Linked DNA regions of Mus musculus: region 1 is linked to region 2. A link is a contact called in public HiChIP or PLAC-seq data. All regions are on one chromosome and are shown on one strand. Each heading gives the region's core, a stretch centred on a gene start, on an enhancer-like site or on the middle of the called end of the contact. The rest is flanking DNA. Distances are from core to core; before and after follow the strand shown. Region 1 overlaps Ubr5 (ubiquitin protein ligase E3 component n-recognin 5). Region 2 holds the start of Rrm2b (ribonucleotide reductase M2 B (TP53 inducible)).

Region 1 (3,200 bases), core at 55-2,554, 86 kb after region 2:
AAATTTGAAAGTGGAGAGTGCAGGAACTTGACTGCTTTCAAAATGAGTTCCTCTATTTCTAACTATCAGAGACAAGCATGATATGTAAAGTCATTTCAGCCACCCGGGCATACAAGCATACAACTATATACCAGCTACTTAGGAAGCCAAAGCCACAGAACCTCTGGAGCACACAAGGTCAACAGCAGCCTTGAAAGCAGATTAAGGCCTGTGCCATCTAGCACCACAGCCAACCACTGCAAGTGAAATCCCATGTGACTGACCCAGCATGTAGTGCTATCCTTCTTATAACTTAGCATTCCTAGGTGCCATGCCAATTAACTCCTCCGCAATTTGTAATGTAAGCACTGTCTATAAACTATTTCTTGCTTAAAAATTAAACTCAAGAACTAGGACTGAGCCGGGTGTGGTGGCACACACCTTTAATCCCAGCACTCGGGAGGCAGAGGCAGGCGGATTCTGAGTTCGAGGCCAGCCTGGTCTACAAAGTGAGTTCCAGGACAGCCAGGGATATACAAAGAAACCCTGCCTTGAAAAACAAAAACAAAAAATAAACAAACAAAAAGAACTAGGACTATAGGATAGTGACACAATGCTTCCTTAGCACGCCTAGGGACACGCCTTTACTTCGCAGCTAACAAACCTCATCAATTTAACTAAAAACCAAACTAACCATTTCACCATATTTTAAACTTGATTTTTCTGCTATGCCTCTTTTTAATCTTTTGAAGATAAAGAAGATCAAAACCTTGGTTTTCTATAATACCTTCTAAGGGTTAAATTCATACTGTATTAATTGCAAAATACAGGATAAGAATGTAGCTAGGCGGTAAAGCACTTGTCTACTATATACTATGCTCTATGTTTGATCCTCAACACCATAACACACACACACACAGAGCAAACAAAAAATAATGTCTTACCCATCATTATTATCAGGTTTACCCAATTCCAGTCTGTCTGGTTGTACTGAAAAACCAATCCTACAAATTCTGCCATCCTAAAAGCAAAAACAAATTAATTTTTAAAAAAGTTAAATTTTGCAAGAGAAGACACTAAAGTTTTAATTTATTCAATAAGCAGATTCTGCCTGTCACTGTCAACTCAGAAGACAAGGAAGTCCCCTCCAGACACGGGTGGGAGAGTCTAACACACAGTAACAAAAGGCTACTAAGAATTCCCTTAAAACAATACAGTCTGGAAGAATTCAGAGTAAAATTATATAATAACTACACTCAGGAGTCTTCCCAGGCAGCCATTAACTAGTTTCAAGTTCCAGTAAATCATTTACACCCAATTGATTCTCTGAGCCAGAGAACTTAACAAAAGGAAGCTGGGCATAACTAACTCTCAGTGCCTTCCCTTGACAAGAAACAAAGAACAGATGCAGAGTTTAGTTTTCATCTCCCCACCGTATGGTAAATCATTTACCTCAAGAAGAAACGCGGCGTGATTGGGTCCCACCACACACTGTTTAATAGTAGCCTGCTCCAGTACATTCAGAGGTGGGTGGCTAGGGAACAAGAAAAAAGCATGCAAGTAAAACTGCTCTTTTAATTATACACAAAAAGAACTAATTCCTAAGTGGAGTTTTAAAGCAATAAATAAAAGTAACTGATACCTACCAGAATCACTACAGTTGAAAGGTCTACCAAACCGTTTTAAGAATCAGCATTAATGGAGACTGTAATTTAAATGAACCTAACTTTGATAGAAAGAGTAGAGATGTGGTAATACACATCTTTAATCCCAAAACAAACAGGCGGGTCTCTGTGCTGTGAGTTCAAGGCCTCATCTACACATCAAATTTCAAGACAGCCAGGGCTACATCTCCAAAGAGTCTTAATGTAATCTAATTCTTAATCTAATAAGTCATATTAACCACATAAAGATGAATCCTTTTCCTAAGAAAGAAAACACTACAGCTCCATGGTAGGGCTGAAACACAGCCCATGAAAAATGGCTTAACTTAAAACAGCTTAAAATGTTTTACCTGTTCAAATTGTACTTGTTCAGCTTCTCTGAAACTTCCCGTAACCTTCAAACACAAAAGCCAAGTGTTAATAAACCCAGCACAGGTCCTGCACACACAAGATGGCTCCAGTGGGCCTGCACCAGCACTGGGCCGATTCCCAACAGTAACACACGAGCAACTCTTAAGGATTGCAAGCAGGCATTGCATTTACCTTCCCTTTCTAACCCATCAGCAGCTCCAGGAATATCCAAAATAACCCCATTTCCAAACAGGAAAGAAAATGAGGCTTCTAGAGTTTACGTAACAAACACCAGTCGTAGAGCTACTGAGCTCTGAGCAAATACCTAATGGAAAACTCCTTTTTAAAACCTGCAGTTAACCCAGGCATGGTAGTGCACACCTTTATACCAGAACTCAGAAGACAGAGCAGTCAGCCTTTGGGGGTGGGGGCTATGACATACAACCACAGTCTACGCCAAAAGACATTCTGACAGTATGTGAATATAATGAATTGAAAATAAATGGGATGCAGAGAGAATCTGTGTGCACGGTGTGGAAACATCACCTGTTGATAAAAAGCTGACGGGCCACTAGGAAAACAGCAAACTAGCCAGAAGTAATTGGCGGGAGTTTCAGCAGAAAGACTAAAACACACACACACACACACACACACACACACACACACACACACACACTCTCTCTCTCTCTCTCTCTCTCTCTCTCTCTCTCTCTGGGAGAGAGTCAGAGGTGTTGTGTGTGGTCTATAGACACACAGACTCATACATATAATACTCATACATATAAATAAACTTTAAAATTTTTTTAATTAGAAAAAAGCCTACAGAAAGTCACAGAACCCTGGGTAAATGTTCTAAGCACTACAGTAGGTAGAACCAGGCATCTCTGAACTTTACCCGGCAACTATAAAGCCACTCACTACCTACTGAGGCACATCAACCATGCACACTGACTGATGCCCACCAAAGCACCTAAGTGGTTAGAGGTTTCAACTGGTATTTTCATTTTTTCCAAAAACACAGAAATGAAAACTGCTAATTTCATTCTCACTACTGTGCACCCCACCCTCTGAACTCTCCTCTCACTAGCCCAGTTTTCTCTCTTTCCTAACAACATATTCCCTTGGTTCTGGAGGTCAGGCCTTTCCACTAAATTCCAGTTTGCTCAATTATATAGCACATTTCTGTTTCAAAACGAGATTAAATGA
Region 2 (3,518 bases), core at 551-3,050:
GTGTGTGTGTGTGTGTGTGTGTGTGTGTGTGTGTGTACCATTTCATTCCTGTATCAATCAACAAATCTGAAAAAGCTGGTGGAACACTGTACTAGAAGCAACAACTTGGAAAGTTGAACCTAGTTCTAGTAATGAGTCTTAGGAACGCCATTCTGGCTTAAGTGTTCGAATATCGGAAAAAAATCTACATGTTAGGAGACTAATAAACCTCATTTATTTCCCTTTAAGATGGCCCTTAAATCAACTGTGCTAAGATCACCTGAAGTGCCTGTTACAAAGGCAGGTTGTAGGCTTGGTAATTTAGTTTTTATTAATCACTCCACATGCTTCTGATACAAATAGCCCGCACTGCCCTATCATATCCAAAATAAAAATAAAAAACTAAAAAACAAAGTGCTTACGATATCCCGAATCTCAAAAACTCTTGGATTCGTTAAAAAAAAAAAAAAAAAAAAAAGTACTCACTAAAATTTATTCTAGGTCTAAACCTTTGCTCTGTCTTTATGAATTAAAAGTAATTTTTTTTTTTAAAAGTTAACTTTCAGGTGTTAAGCCAGAATGATTCCTGGTGTCATTGGCAAACCAGAGAAGTCTAAATATTGCCGGAAAGGAGAAATTGGTGCTGAGTATCTTTGTTTCAAGGGGAAAATTAAGGGATAGACATAATTTATTATTAAACGATTACAGAATAAAAATCAACTTAGAACCTCCATCTTTGTCTAGAAATGCCAGTATAAGCATGAATATATGTGGGCTCAAACTTTTATGGCCCCTTCCAACTTGCCACAGTATTAACTTCAAGACACCACAAAGAGAAACAGGCTCACATACCAAAAAAAAAAAAAAAAAAAAAAAAAAAAGTATTACTTGTATTCCAGATGGTTTAGAATATTTGTCTCCAAAATGTGGAGTTGGAATTACACAGTAACAACTTACATTACTATAAAGCCGTATAATTTTTGTTTGCTCTTATTACATACTTCTTTCTGCTAGCACGGGTTAATTTTAGATTTATTAAACACTTTGCATAAAGCACTTCATTCTTTGTGAAGGAAGAAACACTTCCACTACTGAAATGAAGAGACACCCCGAAGATTCAGTTAGAAGTTCGGTGTGAGGAAAACTGGTCTCCCAGTCTTTTATTCGTTGTAAGGGTTTCTCGTCCTCCCTTCACCTGTCATCTCCTCCCCTCATCCACCTGCATCAGTTTCCACACGAGTTCCTCAACTGCATCTGATGGTTCACCTCTCTTGCGTAGATCCGTCACAGCCCTTTTTCACCCGCCAGGGCTCCCGACAAGAAAAGAAAGACTGGAGAGCAGAGGTTGGAGAACAAGGGGACACGGAGACTTCCTCAGCCGGGACCTGAGTGTTCCTGCTCCGCCCTGAGCAGAGCAGCACAGCGTCCATGCTCGCCCTTCCCGACTCCCCAACACTAGCCTGAGGTGAGGGCGCTTCCTTTCGGCCTGCACAGTGTTTCTGACGGCGACGAATAAAATACTACTCTACAGCGGACCTGCGACTGACTCGCAGCAACCTAAAGTCCGGGCGTGACCCAGGGGTGGAGGATGAAGCGACTGCGACATTTACCTCACCCTTCTCCGGCCTGGCCGCTTCCGGCCTTTCCGGGTCGCCCATCGCGCAGACTCCACCAGAGCCACCCGAGCTGAGGAACTGAGCGCGGCCGACCAAATCCTAGTAGGATCAGATCGTCCTGTGCGAACCTCCTCCTGCTCCGGGCACGCCTTGCCGCGCCGGTCCTGGGTTCTAGCCGGCCCATTGAGGGGCCTTCTCTGCGGTGGCTCCGCCCAGGCACGCTACTCTCGGCGCCTGAAAGATCCGCCTTTCCTGCCGGCCCCGCCCCACTGCCTAGAGATCCGCCTACCTCAGCCGGCTCCACCCAGCGTCTCAGAGATCCGCCTACCTCAGCCGGCCCCGGCCCGCCCCGCCAGAGATCCGCCTACCTCAGCTGGCCCCGCCCCTCGCCGCCGAACTCTGCTTCCTCGGCTGGCCCGCTTCTCTTCACTGAGCAGGGTCCCCACTCCGGCGACGGCTGCGTAAGTTCAGTCCGCAGTACCAGAGCACTTCAAGCCTGTTCTTTAGCGTCGCATGACCCCGCCCACTCTTGCTCCCCCAGCTTCCGCGCTGTTGCCCAGCCTGTCATCTGCTCTGAATTCTAGAGCGTCTACTGGAATTTGCAGTCTGCCTACTTGTGCCAGACTACCTGGTACACGAGGTGACTGGCACGCCGGGACATTCCCTAGCCCTCGTGGTGCCCCAGCGACACGGTAGGTTGCACCCAGTCAGTCCAAGAGACTGCCAGAGTGGCTGTAGAGCTGCCCACTGGATGGGATGTGGAAAGCAGGGTGGGAGGTCGACACTGTTAAAAACTCCAAGGAGAAAGGAACTCTTGTATTTCAGCAACCAAAAGGAGAAACTGGAGGGGGAAAGTGTGTGCGTGAATGGAGCTTGAGAATGAGTAGGAAAAATAGCTAAATCCTGGGAAATACCTTGAAGTCTTTGTGATTGTTTAACTGAGTAATATTTATTGAACTTTCACAACCTGATAGGTTCTATTCTGCTAAGCCCTTTATGTGAATTAATCTTTGAGATATTTCCCTGTAGTCGATACTGCAATTTTCATGTTCCAGATTAAACTGAACCCGAAGATAAATAGCCAAGATTAAGCAACCAAAATACGGTAGACTCCAATATCCTTGCTACGGATACTTTTCAAAGCAAAGGTTAAAGTTGTAAAGAGATTCAACACTTTTGTATTGCAAGGGCCAAAGACAGTGAATAATGATGGTGGCAATACTCTTGGTTGAATTGCTTCTATGTTTTCAGCATATGGTACATATATGGTAGTACGACAGAAAAATATAATGAGCGGGATGGGACTGTAGCTCATTAGGTGATGATGTACAAGGCCTTGGGTTCAATCCCCAGCACTACCCCTTCTTGTATACAAACACAAATAAGATATACAAATTAAATAATAATATGGTGAAAGAAGAGTTGAGTATGGTATTGAACACCTCTGATCCCAGCATCTTGGATAGGAGCAGGAGGATCGTGAAACCAAGGTCGTCTTGGGCTAGATGGGAAGATCCAGTCTCAAAGCCAAAAACCAAAAACGTGAAAAAGAAGTAAGAGATTTTCAGTAGATTCTGGAAAGAGCCTTGTTATGACTTCAACATCTGGCAACTGCTTGGTGGTTAGCCTCTAAAATAGAAAGCAGGATAGAAATTTTGCTTTAAGCTCTAAAGCTTAATTAACCTGAAGCGAGTTATCTTTCTTGGAGCAATATGATCAAATGCTGAGTAAAAACTTTTTATATATTATAAAGTTTTCTGGGAGGAAAGTCATTCTCACAAAAGATAACTTACCAAAGATTGCATAGCAAATAAACTACAAACAAGGATTCATTCATTCAAAGTCATCAAAACAATACATCTCAAAGCATTTTTTAAGAGTAATTCTGCATGAAGGCACGGAAGAGCATTTAGATGCAGATAA

Evidence for each region. HiChIP or PLAC-seq counts read pairs in DNA pulled down with a chosen protein or histone mark.
Region 1: a contact with region 2 is called in an H3K4me3 HiChIP or PLAC-seq map of bone marrow-derived macrophages, with 2.9 times the contacts expected there. The contact joins the enhancer-like site here to the promoter of Rrm2b in region 2. A contact is called at or near these places in 10 of 39 promoter capture datasets (the 3T3-L1 cell line, the HPC-7 cell line, embryonic stem cells and 5 more), 1 of 15 datasets of contacts at CTCF or cohesin (CD8 T cells), 4 of 484 Hi-C or Micro-C datasets (Th2 cells, embryonic cerebral cortex, embryonic stem cells and 1 more), 7 of 115 datasets of contacts at active chromatin or transcription factors (the SCID.adh cell line, bone marrow-derived macrophages, embryonic stem cells and 3 more) and 4 of 9 other capture datasets (adipose tissue, embryonic tail, liver and 1 more).

What each region holds. Positions count from the first base shown.
Region 1 is chr15:38,046,112-38,049,311 of GRCm38.p6, forward strand. Ubr5 (ubiquitin protein ligase E3 component n-recognin 5) reads right to left here. Exons shown (of 59, transcript NM_001112721.2): 2 at 1,994-2,038; 3 at 1,432-1,513; 4 at 924-1,000. Among named protein-coding and RNA genes, the nearest start is that of Gm22353, 11 kb to the right of the region's middle. Within about 2 kb of position 1,305, at least 38 of the 459 cell types and tissues checked have an H3K27ac peak or open chromatin away from gene starts, as enhancers often do. A contact at or near this core is called in the HPC-7 cell line, bone marrow-derived macrophages, extraembryonic endoderm stem cells and 2 more, where this site is marked.
Region 2 is chr15:37,959,255-37,962,772 of GRCm38.p6, forward strand. Rrm2b (ribonucleotide reductase M2 B (TP53 inducible)) reads right to left here and starts at 1,801. Exons shown (of 9, transcript NM_199476.1): 1 at 1,590-1,801. The coding sequence starts at 1,637. Gm49085 (a long non-coding RNA gene) reads left to right here and starts at 1,904. Exons shown (of 2, transcript XR_003951596.1): 1 at 1,904-2,287.